2 separate regions of the Pan troglodytes genome follow, and region 2 is linked to region 1. Evidence: chromatin contacts called from public Hi-C data. All regions are on one chromosome and are shown on one strand. Each heading gives the region's core, a stretch centred on a gene start, on an enhancer-like site or on the middle of the called end of the contact. The rest is flanking DNA. Distances are from core to core; before and after follow the strand shown. Region 1 overlaps POMT2 (protein O-mannosyltransferase 2). Region 2 overlaps SPTLC2 (serine palmitoyltransferase long chain base subunit 2).

What was found. A called contact is a pair of places that touch in the nucleus more often than the background predicts.
Region 2: a contact with region 1 is called in a Hi-C map of stem cell-derived neural progenitor cells, with 3 times the contacts expected there. The contact joins two enhancer-like sites.

Annotation. Positions count from the first base shown.
Region 1 is chr15:75,258,147-75,265,373 of NHGRI_mPanTro3-v2.0_pri, reverse strand. POMT2 (protein O-mannosyltransferase 2) reads left to right here. Exons shown (of 22, transcript XR_010151242.1): 3 at 5,281-5,385; 4 at 6,922-7,030. Among named protein-coding and RNA genes, the nearest start is that of POMT2, 13 kb to the left of the region's middle. Within about 2 kb of position 4,438, at least 11 of the 24 cell types and tissues checked have an H3K27ac peak or open chromatin away from gene starts, as enhancers often do. A contact at or near this core is called in stem cell-derived neural progenitor cells, where this site is marked.
Region 2 is chr15:75,490,473-75,497,980 of NHGRI_mPanTro3-v2.0_pri, reverse strand. All of the region lies in intron 9 of SPTLC2 (serine palmitoyltransferase long chain base subunit 2), which reads left to right. Among named protein-coding and RNA genes, the nearest start is that of ISM2, 40 kb to the right of the region's middle. Within about 2 kb of position 3,525, at least 6 of the 24 cell types and tissues checked have an H3K27ac peak or open chromatin away from gene starts, as enhancers often do. A contact at or near this core is called in stem cell-derived neural progenitor cells, where this site is marked.

The sequences.
Region 1 (7,227 bases), core at 3,189-5,688:
GGGATGAACAAAGTGTGGCACAGCCATATGGTGGAATAATATTTGGTCATAAAAAGGGATGAGGTTCTGATACATGCTACAACATGGATGAACCTGGAAAACATGCTAAATGGAAGAAGCCAGACACAAAAGGTTACATACCCTGTGATTCCACTTATATGAAATATCTAGAACTGACAAATCCGCAGAGACACAAAGTAGATTAGTGGTTGCCAGGATCTCAGGGGAGGGAGGATTAGGCAGTGACTGCAAATGGGTGTGGGGATTCTTTATGGGGTGATGACATGTTACAGAATTAGGTAGTGGTGATGATTGCACAATCTTGTGAATATACTTAAAACCACCCATTGCACACTTTAAAATGGTGGATGTTATGTTATGTGAATTTGTCTTAATTTTAAAAAAGAAAAAAGAAATAGGAATACATTGCATGAAGCAGAAATAGCTTACGAGGCTGATATCCATATGGGGCTGACTTCTTTCTCCCTTCCCATGCCCAGCATACACATGGTTTGATCTGTTTCTCTCACATGTTTTACCATTAGAAATTCAACCAATTAGAATTCACTTTACTCTTTTTTTGTTTGTTTGTTTTTGAGACAGTTTCACTCTTGCCGCCCAGGCTGGAGTGCAATGGTACAATCTTGGCTCACTGCAACTTCTGCTTCCCAAGTTTAAGTGATTCTCTTGCTTCAGCCTCCCAAGTAGCTGGGATTACAGGCGCCCGCCACCACGTCGGCTAATTTTTGTATTTTCAGTAGAGACGGGGTTTCACCATGTTGGCCAGGCTGGTCTTGAACTCCCAACCTCAGGTGGTCCACCCGCCTTGGCCTCCCAAAGTGTTGGGATTACAGGCAAGCCACCACGCCTGGCCCATTTTAGTCTTTTAAAAACAAAAACCTCTGAGAAGGCTCTCAGATTAGCCCTGGAATTCACTCAAGGCTTTCTTCCTAACTGGAGACTTAGATCTTGGGCACCAAGGGGACAGGAATTTTCCTGTGATTAAGTGGGGAGGGATCTTGGAGCATGTAGTACTTGGGGGATAAAGGCAGGAGCAGGGAAGACGGGAGGAGGCAGGGAGTGTAATCTTTTATCAAAGATCACAAAGATCACCTATGGTTGGGCTTAAGGAAGCATGAGAGCAGGGGGCCCTACAGGGTGGAGGGATGGGAAGCGAGGTAGAACAGGTAGCCTATTTCAAAATTGGCTCTGAGCCCAAGAAAAGTGTAGAACATATTATGCCTCTTCCTATCTCTTTTATACTATAACAACAATAACAAGAACAATTAAAAACATTTATTCTGTTCTAGTCACCTTAGAGGCATTATCTCATGTAAGCCTCAGAACAACCTTATAAAGTAGGTATTGTTGCATCCCCATTACACAGATGGGGAACTGAAGGAAGATAAGTAGTTTGTCATAGGGAACCAAGCTAGTAAGTGGCAGAATCAAGGTTCAGGCTGGCGTAGAGCCTTCTCTCTTAATCATGACACCACAGTGCCTCACAAGCTTGCCTTGGCTCTCTCCTCAGACTACATCTGTTACTACCATAGAATTAAACAACAGAACATGTTGAATATTTGCATGGAGCTCGCCTGGGAACCAGATTTCTGATGAAGATTTTTCACAGGAAACCCAGCCCAGTCTTTCTGTGGGGACTGCCCGTTCTTTTTTGGAGTTTTCCTGGTTCTCAGCGCACTGTGGGCATGTGCACAGGACTGGCTGATTTGTTTAATTTACCTAAGCCTTAGGCCAGGCGTGGTGGCTCATGCCTGTAATCCCAGCACTTTGGGAGGCTGAGGTGGGCAGATCACCTGAGGTCAGGAGTTCGAGCCCAGCCTGGCCAACGTGGTGAAACTCCATCTCTACTAAAAATACAAAAATTAGCTGGGCATGGTGGCACACGTCTGTAGTCTCAGCTATTTGGGAGGCTGAGGCAGGAGAACAGCTTGAACCTGGGAGGTAGAGGTTGCAGTGAGCTGAGATCGTGCGACTGCACTCCAGCCTGGGCGACTGAGCAAGACTCCATCTCAAAAATAAATAAATAAATAAAAATAATAATATTATATCAAAGCCTTGCCTTCCTCACATCTGGTTGCCTGTGTGAAGGGAGAAGTGTGAGGCTTCTAAGGCTGCCCTCAGGGAATGCAGCCCATCTGCATCCCTAATTTAGCTCCTGATGGTTCTGTGTTCTGTCTGGTTGAAAGAGAGTGATGAGCAAACTGGAAACCTGTGAGAGGGTGCAGTAGCTTCTGCAGGTTCTGAGGCCAAGCCAGTAAAGGAATCAAAACCCCTCCAAGTGGCAAGCAGGAAGTTTTCTCCTTTGCTACTGAGGCCAAGACCTGCCACTTCACATTGCCTACCAACCCTGGGCACCTGGCGGCTCCAGTCAAACAGGAACTTAAAACATAAAAAAGCCTGCACGTAGTAGACAGAAGGAAGTACAGGGTCAGAAGCCTCATCCACCACATTTCTAGTCCGCAGAGGTAACCACGGTCATCTTTGTCAATAGTTTCTTATATTCCTCTAGGAATTCTTTTATACAAATACAAGCGTGTATGTTTTTATATATGTACATATGAACAACATTATATATAACACAATTCTTTTTAAAAACTCAAATGGGATAAGACTACAGTTGTTCAGCAGCTTGTGTTTGAAACATGATATATCTTCTTTCCACATTAGCACATGAAGATACACTTCATTCTGTTTAATGGCCGTGTGTCATTCTATTATGTAGATGTGCTGTAAGTATTTATCCCTCTTCAGTTGGTGGGCAGCATGTATGTTATTTCCAGTTTTTAGTCATTACAAAAGATATTGCAGTGAACATCCTTGTACATATATCGTTGTATAGTCGTGCAGGTATATATGAAAAATTCCCAGCAGCCAAGCTAAAAAATCGAAGAATATGCACATTTAAAATTGAGTTAGATATTGCTAAGTTTTCCTGCAAAGATGTTGTAATCATATATACTCCCACCAACAGTGTATGACAGTGCTTTCTTCCCCACATCATTGCCAGCACTGGTACGATCATACTTTAAAAACTTTGTTGGCTGGGCGCGGTGGCTCACGCCTGTAATCCCAGCACATTGGGAGGCCGAGGCGGGCGGATCACCTGAGGTCAGGAGTTTAAGACCAGCCTGGCCAACATGGTGAAACCCCGTCTCTACTAAAAAAACAAAAATTAGCCGGGCGTGGTGGCAGGTGCCTGTAATCCTAGCTACTTGGGAGGCTGAGGCAGGAGAATCGCACGAACCCAGGAGGCGGAGGTTGCAGTGAGCTGGGATCGCACCATTGCACTCTAGCCTGGGTGACAAGAGCAACACTTCATCTCAAAAAAAAAAAAAAAAAAAAACCTTTGTCAATTGGAGAGTAAAAAGTGACATATCACTGTTTTCATTTGCATGACTGTATGAGTTAGGTTGAACATTTTTTCATATGTTAGCCATTTGTATTTTGTTTTCTATGAATTTGTCATTTTTTTCTAGTAATTCATTTTTTTTCTATTGATTTGAAAGAGTTGTTTAGTTAAGAAATTAACTTGGGGCCAGGCATGGTGGCTCATGCCTGTAATCCCAGCACTTTGGGAGGCTGAGGCGGGTGGATCATGAGGTCAGGAGTTCAAGACCAGCCTGGCCAAGATGGTGAAACCCCGCCTCTACTAAAAATACAAAAATTAGCCCGGCGTGGTGGCAGATGCCTGTAATCCCAGCTATGCGGGAGGCTGAGGCAGAGAATTGCTTGAACCCAGGAGGCAGAGGTTGCAGTGAGCTGAGATTGTGCCACTGCACTCCAGCCTGGGTGACAGAGCGAGACTCCGTCTCAAAAAAAAAAAAAAAAAAAAGAAGAAGAAATTAACTTGGGGCTACTTTTAACCTTAAGGGAACTGAGAGAGAATTGAATTTTGAGTGTCTTCCAAGTGCTTGGTATAGTGTTAGGTGTTTACTTAATAGCACCTCTAATCCTCATGCCCCCTGTGAGGAAGTTTTTATTACCTATAGCTCAGAGATACTAAATATTGTCCGTGATCAGAGAACTAGAATATAGGGCACTGAGATCCAAAGCATCTGTACATTTCTTCTCTCCAGACCAGCCAAGCAGTCTGGAAATGTATGACCAGTACCAGGCGAGCTTGTCCTGCGAGATCCCAGGTGGGAAGAGGGATCCATTTGATTGCCACTTGGCAGCTTTAGTTCATCTAGCTATTTGGATGACCCTGTCTGAACCCTGGGGTCCCTGCCTTCCTTTTTAAAAACAAGTCTTTGTTGTCTTTTACTGCCAGACTTTGGCTTCTATACCTTGACCTGGAGCTATAGAGACTGGCTCTGTTTAGAACTACTTAGAGAAAAAAGTGGGTTGGTTAGTAGTCTAAATCCAAGTCCCACAAGTGTGGCTAGGAGGGACTTTCCCCATACAGCCAGTGTATTCCCTCCCCCAACACAGCCTGCCAGAGCTCGGGGGTCAGGCTGGAGCAGCCTGGGGCTGTCCCAGATGGTTGGCATTTGCCAGCAGTTTTTATACTTCAGCTGCTTCTGATTGCTTGTGTGAAAAATAGAATTTTATAATGTTGATGGCCAAGGAAATATACAAAAGACACGGCCGATCTTGTCAAAGGTTTTGAAGGATTCATGACTCACAGTCTCAGTTTCTAGGTGATTTGTTCTGGCTTGGGAGGTACCAAGGATGCCCTCCTTTGGAATATTAGGAATGGGAGAAACCAGCCTCTGGCCTTTGGCAGTTTTTCTCTTCCCCTCTGGGCAAAGCATCTGTCTTTGCATTCCTCTGTCTGATTTTCTTCCCTTGTCTCTATTCCTGGTATGTAGCTCCTTGGTCTCTTTTCTCTCTCACTGTGACTTGGAATCTCACTTTCCTTTCAAAAGGCCAATTCCCCAGGAATCAGCCTCTGCCCATGACCCAAGAGCTGCCGTGTTTTATTTTATACCATCTGAAGGAAAGCGGAGTCAGAGAGCCCCTTACTGACTCTACCCTTCAAATTGTGGGGCTCTTTTTCCTTCCTGAGTGTTTAGGTTGTGCTGTTCCTAGACCTCGGCCATAATACAAGAGAGGATTTGTTTCAAGCAGTGAGCTCTGTAGACAAAAGATTCTTTGCTCTGTGGCAGCTGCAGGAGAAAATGTTGCATTGGCAACATTTTCTATGGACAGTTGTCAAGGGAACCCAAAGTCTGTGGGTGCAGCTGGAGGGAAGTTCAGAGGACAGAGGAATCTTCTCCCAAAGGCTTCTCATCTTTTTGTTTGTTCTTCTCTCCTCAGATGCTGATAGGTCTTGCTGGCTACCTGAGTGGATATGATGGTACCTTTTTGTTCCAGAAGCCTGGGGATAAATATGAGCATCACAGCTACATGGGAATGAGAGGAGTAAGGCTTCCTGACTTGAAATGGACTGACTGAACCCTGGGGCCACACTAAACCAGAAATGTTATAGTTAGCAGCCCTGGCGTGGTGGCAGGTGCAAATAAAGGGACTTTGGGTGGTGAGGAGAGGGGAGGATGATCAGACCCTCCCCTGTGGTGTAGATACTCAGAACTGAGGTGAGGAAGAAGGGAAGAGGAGGCCGCAAATAATACAGAGATGACATAGATAGAAGCAAGCACGCACTGCCACCTGCTGCCCTGCCCCGGTATACTGTCAGACCTCAGGTTGGAGAACAGCCTGGAACCCGGGCAATCAGGAGTCTCCTGCAGCCCCAGCAGTGCCTCCATGCACTGGCACGCTACCTGCTCCTCCCCTCACAGCCACAGCTGCTGGAGTGTTGCCTACATCTCAGAGCCTTTTCTGAAGATTTTGGCATCCCCACACCCTGTCACCAGGTTCCTGTGTCTTTCCCCATGAAGGTTTCAGGCACACAGAAAGAGTTTTCCAGCCTTATTTGAAGGGAGGCCAAATGTCTGCTGCAGTCCCTCTGTGTCCTGATTTACAGCACCAGCCTTGATGGAACATGGCAGGGCCTTAACACCCAACTCTTTGGGAACCTTGAACGTGTGGCTGAATGAAGCCAGCAGAAGCTGACCTCCAGTGTGGACCTCTCAGAGAAGTTTGCATTTATAAGCCCCTTTCCTTGAGGATTTCACAGCGTTTAAATAAATGGCTGTGTGCTTATTTGGCCTCATCGTTAGATGATTTGCATGGCTATATCGTGGTATATTAAACAAGGAGTATATCCTACCCTCAAGTTCATGTTCTTAAGTGATTCTGTGTCTTCCTAATAACTTCTGAACACCACATACCATACATAATTGGATGTGACAAGCAAACGTGAGAATTTCCCATTCTTCTGGCTTGTCTGTTTATTTTGATGGACAGGTAGGGGATGGAAGAGGGCCAGCAGCTTAAAAAAACAAAAAACCAAACAGGTATCCAGCTACTGAAGTATCAAGCAATCCCTTTTCCCAAAATCAAAATACGTACATTGTGTAGATTAAAGACTGCTTTCTGGTGTAAATGAAGAAAAGAACTAGGGGTTCCTTAAAATTCTCTGAAATACCTTCAGAGGGGTCTTTCTCAACTTGTGCCTACAGTTGTGTAATAGAAGCTAATGGCTATCAATTACTATCTGTGTGTTAATAACACTCATTTTCTTCCCTTCTCTCTATTTCTGGTGTGTAGCTACTTGGTTGCTTTTCTCCCTGTCTCCTACCCACACCTTCCTGGCTGAACTTGCTGATTTCATGTCAGTGCACAAGTTGCTGCTTAATGGGAACATATATATTGCTTGATTTGGCTCTTCACTATTACAATACTCTTTTCTTAGTTATAGATATCCTAGGTGACTTTAGGTCACCAAAGTCATGCCTTCATCAGGTCCCCTGTCTTAAATGTTAGGTTGTACTGAGTCCAGTAGGTCGCTGACCTAGCTCAGCTTGTTATTTGACAGCTGCTCTATTCCTCCCACAGTTCTGTGCATTCCTCGGCTCCTGGCTGGTCCCCTTTGCCTACCTCACTGTACTGGATCTGTCCAAGTCCCTCTCGGCAGCACTGCTCACAGCTGCCCTCCTCACCTTTGGTAAGTTGTCTTAGCCATACCATGGCTTTTGGGAAATGGGCTGCCACTCTGTGAATGTAACTGAAAATCAGTACATTCAAGGGCCCTATATGTGGGTCCAGTTCAATTAATTTTAGGATTGGGTAAAATGTACTACAAATCTCATTCACTAGTAATACTTAATATATATCAATAGTTATATATAACAAGCCTTTATA
Region 2 (7,508 bases), core at 2,276-4,775, 230 kb before region 1:
CAAAGAAAAAGATTTTCCTTTTTTAAAGCAGCTTCTTGATTATTGAGCACAAAAGGCCTTTTAACCAATGGCTTAAGCCTTCTGAAGTCAGCAAGCAATATGACCACCTTACAGGTGGAGAAATTTGAGCTCACGTATGGGACAAGTTTTCTCAATATCTTGTCTCCAACTAGAATGTAGCTTTTCTAACTCCATCTGCTTCTACTTCTGAGGTTGCGTGATGACAGCATTTTATTCAAACAGACTATTTTATAATCTGTTTCTAATTTTCTGCTAATTTTCCAAAGTTTAATTGTGAGTAATCAACCCAACAAATGAAAGCTCTTTTGGGCATTTGCCTCCCTGTTTTCTCTCCGTGGATCAGTAGCCGTTTCCCCACCTTTCTGCTTCAGAAATGGATTCTGAATACTCAAGAGCTTTTGCAACATGGTGTGTCTATTTTTTATTCCACTGCTATCTTTTTCTTCCAAATCCAAATGCTATTAAAAGTTTCTTGCAACAAGAGCATTCTCTCCTTTTGTGCCTTGTTTCAGAGTTAGTTTGAAGCTAGCAGTTAGGATGCCCAGTGTCTATTGTTTGTTGAAGAATAATTCTAACTTTCTAAACCTTCACATAATTGGAATTGCTTTTCTCCCCCCAGAATTATGTCTGAGGGCTTTATCTTTCATCAAATAGACTTGATCCTAGCTGTTCCCCAACTTTATAGCAGATACTTAATATGCATAAACCAGTGACCTGATAGATGGAATCTGCTCAAAGTAAGAACCTGATACCCGGCCGGGCACGATGGCTCACGCCTGTAATCCCAGCAATTTGGGAAGCTGAGGCGGGTGGGTCACCTGAGGTCAGGAGTTTGAGACCAGCCTGACCAACATGGCGAAACCCTGTCTCTACTGAAATACAAAAAAATTTAGCCAGGCATGGTGGCGCATGCCTGCAATCCCAGCTACTTGGGAGGCTGATGCAGGAGAATGGCTTGAACCTGGGAGGTGGAGATTGCAGGGAGCCGAGATCACGCCATTGCACTGCAGCCTGGGAGACAAGAGTGAAACTCCCATCTCAAAAAAAAAAAGTGCCCGATACCCTTCTAAGAGCTCGCCGGATTTGAAAGCTTTCCAAAAAGGAATTGATTTTTAATTGTCACCTATAGTTTTTCTAATTATCTAAATATTTTATTTGTATCTACCTCCCTGCTATCTACTTTGGCAGTGAGTAGTGAGGTGTTAAAGAAAAAATTATTCCTGTCACTTGTGAAACATGATAAGGCAGACTTCCTTCAAGGGGGCCATGGTAATAAGCATAGGGATGACTGCAATGGGGTCTTCCAGTGGGGGAGAGAGGGTGGGCTGCAGTCTGACTCCAATAAGGACAGATGAGGATTTACAGCCAAGGAACAGGGTGGGAGTGAGTAGATAGAAAAATACTAAGAGGAAACATCAGGGGTAAGGGGGATGCTTGCCTTCAGCATTCTTGTTGAAGGTAGGCCAGGGTGATAAGATACCAGGGGTAGTCATGTAGGGGATTTTCTCTAATCTGACTTAGCAGGATTATTGCTCAAACTGGATTCTGCAAGAATGGAGAAGGAGGCGCAACGTCAGGACTTTATCAGAAAGGACTCCCAAGAGGAGCCTGACTCAAGTTTGGTCAAAGGAGAGAGTCTTTGTCAGAGGTTCAGAATGACCTCATTAACATGAACTCTTTAAGCCCCCGTTCTCAGACTTTGTCCATGGACCACCTGCATCAGAGGTACTTTTAGTACAGTGGTTCATACCTTGCTTACACATAGGAAAGCTTAAAAAAAATAGTGCCAGTGTTAGAGACCTTCTGTACACGCATTGAGTATCTCGAGGCGAGGCCTCCCTGCCATGGCATGGTGTTATTTAAAAGCACCCCAGATGCTTCTCATGTAAGGCCCCATTTCGGAACCACTGCTGCTTGTTAAAAATGAAGATCTAGTTTGTTCCACCCACCCTACTGAGTCTTGGTGGATGAGGCCCTAGAATATGCATTGAAAAGAAAACCTTAGGCTGTATATGGTAATCCTGACATTTTGGGATGTAATCGTAACATTTTGGGAGGCTGAAGCTGGAGGATCACTTGAGGTCAGGAGTTTGAGACCAGTCTGGGTGACATAGTATGAGCCTCTGTCTCTACAAAAAATTCTAAAAATTAGCCAGGTGTGGTGGTGCACGTCTGTAATCCTAGCTACTTGGGAGGCCAAGGCGGGGGAATTGCACAAACCCAGCTATGATCACACCACTGCATTCCAGCTTGGATGAGAGAGGGAAACCCTATCTCTAGAAAATAAAAAAGAGGATTGTCTTTTTGACAATCCTCTTTTTTTTCTTTTAACTTGTTTACCTCAGAACCAAAGCAGCTCTACTGATTGATGGTAATTGAAAAAGGAAAAGAAACTGGAAGTCAAGATACAAATGAGGGAGATGTTTGGCTTGTAAGACAGGCATTTGCTGGCAGAGCTAAGTTGCCATTTTTGGTTGTTTCTGGAACTGTAAATGCCTGGGATGCTGACACTCCCTTCCGAACAGCTGATGATTCTGGCTGATTGAATCAGTGGCATAGGTGGAGAAGTTAGAAACCAGTTAGGTGCAGGAGGAAAACAGAACTAAGCATTCAGAGATCTGTGGTCATGGTTCCTAAGGCTAGTTGGAATTAATTATTTTTGTTTTACTTTTTTTGGGGGAGCTGCTTGTATTTTTATAACCTATTAATCCTCAAATTACTTAGTACATAACCTACAAATGGCCTTGCCCACTATAAAGTTGTTAAAATGTTTAGTATTAATCGTTTTGTAAAACTCTGATTGTCTTATTGTATTGCCTTCTACCTCTAAAACTGTTAACTTAAATCCAAGCCAAGCCTTTACCAGAGATTACCTTTATTTGCTAGCTGTCTTCATCTGTGGGTAGATACATTACTACAGTGTTCACGTTCCGTATCTCTTTGTCTCAGAGTAGCCTGTGATATGTTCCAGCCCCAACAGAGGACAGTAGAATGGTCCATTAAGACTTTCTGAGGCCAAGATGGGCGGATCACTCGAGATCAAGAATTGGAGACCAGCCTGGCCAACATAGTAGTGAAACCCTGTCTCTACTAAAAATACAAAAATTAGCCGGGTGTGGTGGTGCACGCCTGTAGTCCCAGCTACTCAGGCGGCTAAGGCAGGAAAATCACTGGAACCCGGGAGGTGGAGGTTGCAGTGAGCTGAGATCGTGCCACTGCACTCCAGCTCAGGCAACAGAGTGAGACTTGGTCTCAAAAACAAACAAACAAAAGACTTTCTGTCCTGCCTGTGGGTTGGCACCCGTTAAAACTCAGTTCCTTGATTTTTCACAGGCACTTGGCCTCTTTTCTGCCTTTTGTGGAGGGCCCTCTGTTTCTGGCTGTGCATTAGCAACCATTCTTTTAAACTTCTGATTATATTGAATCAGCAACTTTAAGCTTGCTCCTGCTGCTTGTCGTACGTCCTGTGGCAGTCCTCAGGAAATCCTAGTTTTTGGCATTGAAATGAATTAAAGGATTAAGCCACAAGAGGGTGGGGGTGATAAACCGTGCTTTTAAGAGGAATTTACTCTGCAGTACTTGATGTTAGCAAAAGCAGTTCTAGTTCTTACAGGGAGATAGGAAACCAAGGGGCTGCTTTAGAACAGCATCCCTAGGATATGAAGACGCAGATCTGTCTGCTTTGATGTTCTTTAGCTTGACAGTGGCCCCGGCTGAGCATTTTGATATTTGTCGCCAGTCTAGCAAAATAGGGGTTGTGTCTTGGAGATGGTAAACCTAGTTCCCATTATTTTGCTTCAGTGTTAGAAAATTACTGAACTCTTGCTTCCTGGAAGTCCCTTATAAATCTCCCTTTTACAAGACTGTTCTCTGGGGCACGAAAATGCCTTTGCTTGTAAAGAGCTTATTGAAGGTCCATTTATTTTCCTTTTCTTAACAGGAAGATTTTCCAGTGCCATTTAGTTAGGACTTATGGGAAACATGTTGTTAAGATCAATCTGTCTTGTCTGTTAGCTAATATTTCTTTTATTTTCATTTTGAGTTTTAGAAAAGATTCTTTATCTTTCTGTGAGATAATGTGAAAAAAACACAAAAGAAATAAATTCAAATACCAGTATACTCTGGTTTTTAAAAATATCTTCACTGACTTTTTTTTTCTTTACATGCTCTACTCTCCCTCTCACCCTACTTCCTTCTTCACTTTTCACTTGGTACTTTAAGATATTCTTTGTGGGTTTTTCTTGTTTGTTTTTTGTGTTTTTTTTTGGACACAGAGTCTGTCTCACTCTGTTGCCCAGGCTGGAGTGCAGTGGCGCAATCTTGGCTCACTGCAACCTCCGCTTCCCAGGTTCAAACCATTCTCATGCCTCAGCCTCCTGAGTAGCTGCGACTACAGGCGCGTGCCACTATGCCTGGCTACTGTTTGTATTTTTAGTAGAGACAGGGTTTCTCCATGTTGGCCAGGCTGGTGTCGAACTCCTGACCTCAGGTGATCCACCCGCCTTGGCCTCCCAAAGCACTGGGATTACAGTCTTGAGCCACTGCACCTGGCCTAGATATTCTTAGATATATTCATGATGCATCCCATCTAGATACTTGTGATAAGTATATAATTTACTGATCTGGAAAGTGTTGTGACAAGAGTTTAAAGTGTTATCTGCTGCCTTCTCCCCCCACTTTAGAGCTGTTCAAAGAAAGTGACCATTGATCATTTTAAAAGATGAGCGAAGGAAAGACTGCTTCTTTTTTAAAAAAGAAAATTTGATGACTTACTGTTAGAACACATTTCCACATGGACCCCCCTCCTTCTAAATGGGTGTATATCCAGATCATCCAGTCTGTGTGCACAGAGTCCTTGCATTTCTAAGTTCAAAATAGTAATTTAAATGAAAGTAGGCCATCATAAGGCATTGCTAGGAAGAGGTTACTCTTGATAGATGAATGTGCTGCTTTTGGTAAGAATTAGTTTGTTATTTATATTTAAATTTTGTAGGCCGGGCCTGGTGGCTCAAACCTGTAATCCTACCATTTTGGGAGGCCAAGACGGGTGGATCACTTGAGCCCAGGAGTTCAAGACTAGCTTGGGCAACATGGTGAAACCCTGTCTCTACAAAAAAATACAAAAATTAGCCAGGCATGGTGGCTCATGCCTATAGTCCCAGCTACTTGAGGTGCTGAGACAGGAGGATCACTTGAGCCTGGCAGGTGGAGATTGCAGTGAGCTGAGATCACACCACTCCAGCCTGGGTGACAGAGTGAGTCCCTGACTCAAAATAAATAAATAAATAAATAAATAAATAAAATGTTTTGCAAACATACCTTCTGAGTACAGTTACACTTTGCCTTATTCTTAGGTTTTACATGTTACACGTATTTTTGGTTCTGTGAACAGATTATATATGGCATATTTGTAATTCTGAACTACTTCTGCAACTAAACATGCGTTATATCGCTCATTTCCCCTCAGTGGAACTGGTATATATGGACTTATGCCAGAATTAAATGTTAGCAATGAGAGGGATCTACCTTTAAAATAATAAAATGTGCTCACGCCTGTAATCCCAGCACTTTGGGAGTCTGTCCATTACATTTTTTTTGTATGTTTCAGGCCTTTTAAGGCATATTATTCCTTTATTGCTATCTGATCTTCAAAACATATCCAGAGGACCTTCTTATTACTTTTTTTTTTTTTTTGAGACAGAGTTTCGCTCTTGTTGCCCAGGCTAGCAGGCTGGAGTGCGATGGCACGACCTCTGCTCACTGCAACCTCTGCCTCCCAGGTTCAAGCGATTCTCCTGCCTCAGCCTCCCGAGTAGCTGGGATTACAGGCATGTGTCACCACACCCGGCTAATTTTGCATTTTTAGTAGAGACGGCATTTCTTCATGTTGGTCAGGCTGGTCTAGAACTCCCGACCTCAGGTGATCTGCCTGCCTCGGCCTCCCAAAGTGCTGGGATTATAGGCGTGAGCCACCTTGCCTGGCTTGATTGTGTTTTTTTATTAGTTCAAGCCACAATAAGAAGTTTATTCAGTCAGCAATCTGTTTTTGACTACTTAACCACGTGCCAGCTACAAAAAAATAACATATAGCTTCAAAAGCCTCTTTAAGGGGCTGGGCACAGTGGCTCACGCCTGTAATCCCAGCACTTTGGAAGGCCAAGACTGGCAGATCACTTGAGGTTAGGAGTTTGAGACCAGCCTGGCCAACATGACAAAACCCGATCTCTATTAAAAATATAAAAATTAGCCAGACTTGGTGGCAGGCACCTGTAATCCCAGCTACTTGAGAGGCTGTGGCAGGAGGATCACTTGAGCCCAGGAGCCAGAGGTTGCAATGAGCCGAGATCACACCACTGTACTCCAGGCTGGGCGACACAACGAGACCCCATCTCCAAAAAAAAAAAAAAAAAGCCTCTTAAGGTAAAATTTTCATTTTTTTGAATTCTCAGAATAAACAACAGTTTCTTAGTGTTAGATTACAATTATTTCTTAATACCACTTAGATCCTTCTAATTTTTTTATTAATTTTTTCTCTTTTTGGTATCTGTGTGGGCCTTAGAGTTAGAAAAAACCTGTCTCCTGTTGGCTTGCCTTTTCTCTTTTTCCTCAAGGTCTTTAATATCTCCCTAGAAGATAAAAAGGATATATGCCCATTTGTTTCTGTTTTTCCCAATTTGATGATAGAAGAATAGGCCTTAAAATATTATGGGTCTTGTTATAGGTAAAATAACAAAAATAGAAAATAATAATAATAATATAAATGATCTTACATATGTAAATATAAAATAAGTTTTTAAAGACCATGTGTTTAAGCATTTCATTAAGTGCTTTAATAGAGTATCCCATTTTCTTAAAACAACCTTATCTAGTAGGTAGTTATCATCATCATCATCATCCCCATTGCCATTCCCATTTTGCAGATGAGTTTAACAAACTCAGAGGTTAAGTGACTTGGCTGTAGCCATACAGCTACTAGATGCTCAAGCCAGGATACAAACGTAGATAGTCTGACGTCAGAAGTTTATATACCACACACTGGGGATGGTGGCTCATGCCTGCAATCCCAGCACTTTGGGAGGCTGAGGCAGGTGGATCACCTGAGGTCAGGAGTTTGAGACCAGCCTGAGCAACATGGCGAAACCCCATCTCTACTAAAAATACAAAAATTAGCCAGATGTGGTGATGCATGCCTGTAATCCCAACTACTTGGGAGGCTGAGGCACGAGAATAGTTTGAACCTGGGAGGCAGAGGTAGCATTGAGCCAAGATCAAGCCACTGCACTCCAGCCTGGGCAACAGAGCAAGACTCTGTCTCAAAAAAAAAGTTTATATAGAACCAAATTAAAGCTAATAATAAGTGAAATTCAGGAAGATGGTGAAATTATTAGTTCTCTCTTTCTTTCTGAGACCTGCATTACTGCTTTGATGTATGACATCCAAAATGACTGTCTTATTATTTCAAGTTTAAAATGTCCTCCATGCAAGCA